Regions from separate parts of the Gossypium arboreum genome. Here region 2 is linked to region 1. The links are chromatin contacts, called in public Hi-C maps. All regions are on one chromosome and are shown on one strand. Each heading gives the region's core, a stretch centred on a gene start, on an enhancer-like site or on the middle of the called end of the contact. The rest is flanking DNA. Distances are from core to core; before and after follow the strand shown.

What was found. Hi-C and Micro-C count contacts between places; a contact is called where the count stands out from the background.
Region 2: a Hi-C map of leaf shows a contact between it and region 1, with 2.0 times the contacts expected there. The contact joins the promoter of LOC108461898 here to the promoter of LOC108464227 in region 1. A contact is called at or near these places in 2 of 5 Hi-C or Micro-C datasets (both in leaf).

The regions. Positions count from the first base shown.
Region 1 is chr1:7,162,726-7,165,869 of ASM2569848v2, forward strand. It overlaps LOC108464227 (histone H4), which reads left to right and starts at 1,627. Exons shown (of 1, transcript XM_017764392.2): 1 at 1,627-2,216. The coding sequence starts at 1,714. The coding sequence ends at 2,025. It overlaps LOC108464226 (calcium-transporting ATPase 1, endoplasmic reticulum-type-like), which reads right to left. Exons shown (of 9, transcript XM_053026842.1): 9 at 2,624-3,144. The coding sequence ends at 2,895.
Region 2 is chr1:7,371,112-7,374,255 of ASM2569848v2, forward strand. It overlaps LOC108461898 (UDP-galactose/UDP-glucose transporter 5B), which reads right to left and starts at 1,431. Exons shown (of 12, transcript XM_017761875.2): 1 at 969-1,431; 2 at 756-879; 3 at 1-47. The coding sequence starts at 866. It overlaps LOC108463023 (monofunctional riboflavin biosynthesis protein RIBA 3, chloroplastic), which reads left to right and starts at 2,468. Exons shown (of 7, transcript XM_017762958.2): 1 at 2,468-2,682; 2 at 2,770-3,094. The coding sequence starts at 2,642.

The DNA of each region.
Region 1 (3,144 bases), core at 377-2,876:
CCTAGTGAGTGGATAGAACAAGGAGCCTTTCCAGATTCCCTTGACGACAATTTGATTGTGCTTATGTTGAAGAAGGATAATCCAACACAAATTCAAGAATTCCACCTTATTGCATTATGTAATGTGATTTACAAAATTGGTTAAAGTGATTGTTTGAAAAATTAGTATTTAAAATTGAATACGTAGAATATGAGATATTAAATGATGTCGTCACAAGAAGGAGTAAATACGCGCTATATTTTTTTTCTTAATCGAGGTTTTGTCTCACTAAGTTTTTTTTGAGTAATGTACTTTAGGACTCTAAGAGTCATTAAAAATTATACTTTTTATGTCTATAAATAGACTTTATAGGAATTTTGTAAACAGCCAAATTGATCAATAAAATTCACAGTTCTTTTGATGCCTCTATTTCTTTTATTCTTTGTTTTGCTTATTATTTATTTCATAAATCACAACTTTTCCTTATATTTTATATTTGAATTTCCATTCAAATAATAACTCTATTTTAAAATTAGTGCAACTTTTTAATTAATAATTACAAATTAAATTATAATTATTTTTAAATGTGAATTTAATAATATGATAAAAATATTTTCATCGCTTAAATTTTTTTCAAACTCGTACTTTTATATATATATTATAAATAGATGATAGATTATAGAATTGACATTAATATTATTATAAAATAATAAACCAAATTATATTTTTAATATGTAAATAATGAAAAAAAAACTAAAACCACAATTATACCATATTTTATTTATATCAACCAATCGCTTTCAAATATTGGCAGCCAGTAGACATGTATTTGCCATGTATTTGCCATTTTAGAGGTTAGGGTAAACTATAAAAATAGTCATTTTTGTTTGCCTCAAGTTATATTTTAATCACTTATATTATTATTTTGTTACGAAGTGATCACTCTTCCGTTAAGTTCCGTTATCTCCCTAACGGTAATCCTACGGGGCAGTCCAATTAGATTTTATAGTCAATGAAAGTTGGTAATATTGTAAAGTTGTTTTTAATACTCGGTTTTATAACAAGCAAACATCTGGAACAAGAAAGTCCAAAATTCGCCCTCAACGTTTGCACATTTTTTAATGTAAGTCATTATACAATTTACATTTGTAACCCAGAGGATGTATGAGTATATCTATTAATACATACTTTATCCGACTAAATTATCTGTTAATAGTAAATGAAATGTATAATTTAGCCGGATAAATTATGTATTAACAGATGAGCTTAAAATATAGTTGGACTGTCACGTAAGATTACCGTTAGGGAGATAACGAAACTTAACGGAAGAATGATCACTTCGTAACAAAATAATAACATAAGTGACTAAAACGTAATATTTTAAATACAAATAACTAAAATATAACTTGAAACAAATAAAAGTAACTATTTTTATAGTTTATCCTATAGTCTCGCCCCAAAAATTCATTTTCGAATTTCAACTCGCATTACAACAGGCGCTTGAAAAAAAGCTGCTAATATTCCACGTCATCGATCCGCGTCAGTTATTCTTATCTCCACCCTTGATTTTAACTAATTGACGGACGAAATTCATTATCACTAATATCACGCGGATCGGTCTACCAATACAACACTCCGCACTTCTCCTATAAATACGTCGACTATTTTAGATTATACAACAAGTTTTCAATATATCTTCATAGAAGTTCTATCGATTTCAGTTTAGCATTCATAATGTCAGGAAGAGGAAAGGGAGGCAAGGGTTTGGGTAAGGGAGGAGCGAAGCGTCACCGTAAGGTCCTCCGTGACAATATCCAGGGAATTACGAAGCCGGCTATTCGGCGTTTGGCTCGTAGGGGAGGCGTTAAGCGTATCAGCGGCTTGATCTACGAAGAAACCCGTGGTGTTCTTAAGATCTTCCTGGAGAACGTGATTCGTGACGCTGTCACCTACACAGAGCACGCGAGGAGAAAGACTGTGACTGCTATGGATGTGGTTTATGCACTCAAGAGGCAGGGCAGGACTTTGTATGGATTCGGTGGTTAAATGTGATTTAGGGTTTAGGTTTTAGAATGGTGGTGTCTTAGGGGGGATTTGAAGTCTTGCTGTCAAGAATGTTTGAGCTTTGGGTTAGGGATTGTAATTAGGGGGTGTTTACCCGTTTGTTTGTTTTGTGGGTTGTGTAATTCGTGCTTCGAATTGCAGATTTCAATGAAATTTTAACTTCATTTTGTTAATTTGTATGTCTTACTTATTTTGAATTTAATTCATTTCTGGTTTACGGTGTTTTGATGAGGAGATTGGCAAAAGGAAAATGAAGTCTGCAAAATTTAGGAGCTAAAGAAAGCTGAAAGCGTATATGAAAGTCATCTTGATGCTCTAATTTGCTCATTCGATAGTTTAATTTTTACTGTCAAGAATGTTCGAACTTAGGGGTTTTTATTTTGGATTATACGAAGTTATAAGTTGGTATCTGTTGATTGCTTCTGTGTTTTTTAACTCATGCTTCGAGTTGCAGATTTGAATGATATTTGAACTTCGTTTTGTTTACTTTAATGTGTTTCTGGTTTTGAATTTACTTATTTTCTGGTTTATGGGGTTTGAAGAAGATATCGGAAAATTAAAATTGTTGATCTGCTTTGGCTTTATCAAGAGCTTACGAGTTAACAGACTGAGGGTACACCACACTAGTAGGATGTTGTCTAATATTGTTGAGTTCACATAGAACACTTTGACACCCAACAGATAGCACTACAGAACCATGACAAGTTGATAGTTTGCCTAAAGTTTAATTTAACCCCATAGCCTATAGCATATAGGTCACTATAGGTCAATGATGGGAGGCATGCTGCACATTGAGCATCCACGGAAGTTCTAATCTTGATCCTCTAAATGTTAATACAATTACTGTATAATCATTCAGCTTTATGCTTTATAGATTTAGTTGCAGGAGAATACCGCGGCCCGGTTGTGCATCTTCCAATGCATTTGAGCACCTCATCGATCAGAATGACTGGAAAAGCAACTGCCAATACCAGCAACCATTCGTTGAGGCTGAGGGGAACAATCCCAAACACTTGAGCAAGGAATGGCACGTAGAGAATCAAGAAATGGAGTCCAAACGAAATTGACATAGCCAAAAGGAGCCATGGATTAACCCAAGGA
Region 2 (3,144 bases), core at 181-2,680, 210 kb after region 1:
TTAAAATATTCTTTGTTTACCCCATAAGGAACTCTCATGATCTTTTCCTGTATGAGAGTAAAACTTCCATCAACACATTGTAAGAAAACACAACTAAACCATTTCGTAGACAATAACTACATGCACATAACATGAGCAAAGATCATCATGCTACCACTACCAAATAATCATACTTCTTATAATTAATAGAGTAAGACATTAATGGCTTAAGTGTCTTCTCTAGCATTCTTAGTATTTATTTAGGTACCCTTTAAACTAGAAAAAAACCAACTGCTTTCATCTGGAATTAAAAGCCAAATCTTCAATTCTAATATAGAGAAACTCACCCAAAAAATTTTAACTTACATTTTAGCGAGGAAATATATAAGAATCGTTCTGCTATATCATCAGCACAGCTAAAATTCCCAATTTTTATTTTCATATTCAAATTTCCAAACAATCAAAGAGTACCCAGATCTTCCATTTGCATAAATAAATAAATAAATAAAAACCTCCTGGGCTTGCATGTTTTACTAAAATCAACCGTTTTAGAAGCTCTAGACAAAGATATTAAAATCTAATGTTTCTTTCTTGTAAACAGTTTACATTCAGAAAAGACATTTAAATTAACTTTTAAAAGAACCCAAAATAACAATCTTTTTTAGGTAAAAACAAACAATGCAATTAAAAATTAAGAACAGAGATCCTATTATAAACAGACAAAAGCAACAAATAAAGAAATATACACCATTTTTTAAAAAAGAAAAACGAAGAACCTGTAAAACCCCATAGATGACAAGAGTAATCAAGATTCCACTGACAGCAAAGACCCCTTTCCATAATTTGTTCTCCTTCACCCCATCCTCCGTCGGCAGTGGTTCGGCCATAGCCCATTCAGCACTAAATCAAACCAATTTTAGTTTTTTTTTTCTTTATATATATTTAAAAAAAAAAAGAACTTCAGAAAGTGCAGAGAAAATGAAAATCACCTGAAAAATGTACGGACGGATCTAAGAGAAAAAAAAGATCGGGGAACACGTGGAAGAAGGAAGGGAACTGAGAGAGTGAAAGTTTTCAAAAAGAAGAGGAAGAAGCGGAAACTTAGGAATGTTAAAACAAACAATTGTCGTTTCAAGCTTTGGGGAGATCGGAACTAGTGTCGTTTTAAGCCGTCGCGCCGCCGCTTCTCTCTCACTTTCAAGTGTAAAACAAAAAGCTATTGGCTTTTTCTATGAATCCTACGGGCTACGGTAAGGTGGTACAGACTAGAAACCGTTTAACGCAGCTTTTTTTTTCTTTGGGTGAAAAAGAAATTACAAGTCAAGTATCAAATATTAAAAAAACTCGGCACATTAACTTTTTCGACCAATCACAAATCCTGTCCTGCCTAAGTTTGATTATCTGGTTTGCAATTCTATTATTTTTTTTAGGAATATCTTTAAAATTTCAGTGACACTTTAAAAATAAAAGTATTCTCCTAACTAAGGTAGGATTAGAACCATTATAAATTCCTTCATTAATAAGGTTAACAGTTTCAAAATTTTAGTGACACTTTTCGATAGCCACGATCAAGAACAATTTGTAACCCATCAAGGATGCCTCATAATTCTAAATCAATAACTGCACAATTTTTTAAATACACTGTAAAACCAACAATTTAATTCCCATTATCATCTTCTAGAAGCCCTCCAGCAACGCAACTAATCTTTTTTAAAACTAAATTCAAAGTCAAGAATTATCTTCACATTTTATTTAAAAGATATTCAAACGGTAAGAAATTAAATAATGTGAAATTAAAATATATGAACTAAATCTTAGTAAAAAGATAAAATTATAAGATTTAATTGTATTAGACATCCAAAAACTATGATCTTCAATCTAAATTGATCTCTATAATTTAAAACATTTTAATTACATACCTAAATTAAATTATGAATGTTATATTAATAAAGTGTTTCCATTATTAAAATAGTTAATATAATTGTTAAACATCATACCAACTTTTACATGACATAATTTAAAATGAATATTGAGAAAATATAAAGTAAAACCCTCGAAGCCAAGATAATTACTAGGTACATTTTCACAATATTCATTTATTTTTATTTTCATTTTAAATTATGTCACTCGAAATATGATGTTTAATTTAATTGTTAAATTAACGATTTTAATAATAAAAATTTTAATATAGCCTCGATATTTTAAAAATATAATTACAATAAATTAAAATTTGTGTAGTAATTTAGAATGAATTAACTCAAATTATAATTTGTCCAAACATTTCACGGGGGCTTTATTTTTTTCTCTGTTTTAGAAAGAAATTATTTATCCTTTTGTCACTTCTCCAAGTCCAGAATGTGACAATTTAAATACAGGATAAGGACTAAATAGATAATTAGGTTGAGCAAAAGAGATTAAAATTTTTTCATTGTTTAATATGTTTGGATGGGGTAAGAAAATGACAGGTTTGCTTGAAACATAGAGGGCCATTCATGTCATTGTGATTAACATCATATGGATTGGCTACAAAGTGAAATGCCATCCACAACTACAGGTACCCCTTCTATTCTTTCCATACAAAACACCAATAAAGCTAGTAGAGCAGATCCTGCCATCTCAATTATATATATATATTTCTTTCTTTTCCTCCGACTTTCATTCCATGGATTGTGCTTTATCTCCTCAGATCTTCATAAACACAAGGTATAAATTATATGGTACATATGTGAACTATGATTAAAGTTGTCCTGTTTATGTACTGAGATTACATGGTGGTTCATTTTGTTACAGATTTCCTAGGTGTGTGGCCATCAGACAAGGAGTTGAAATCAGGCTATACAGAAAAAGATGGTTGAATTCTAGTTGCTGTGCTGTGGGGGTGTCTGAGATGGGTGCTGGCAACCTGTTTGATGATGGGTCCTTGAAAGGGTCTGAAAATGGGTCATTGTTGGGTGCACTTGGTGACTCAGTTTTACCACCATTTGGAACAGTGGATGCTGAAATTACCCCAGAAACCGTTGATTTCTTTGTTAGTGATGCAGAAGGTGATCCTGACTGCCCTTCTAAAGGATTCTCTTCCATTGACCAAGCATTGAATACAATACGCCAAGGAAAGGTTAGGAGCCCCCACTGTCATTCAAGTTTAAGTCCTTTTTGTATGTATTG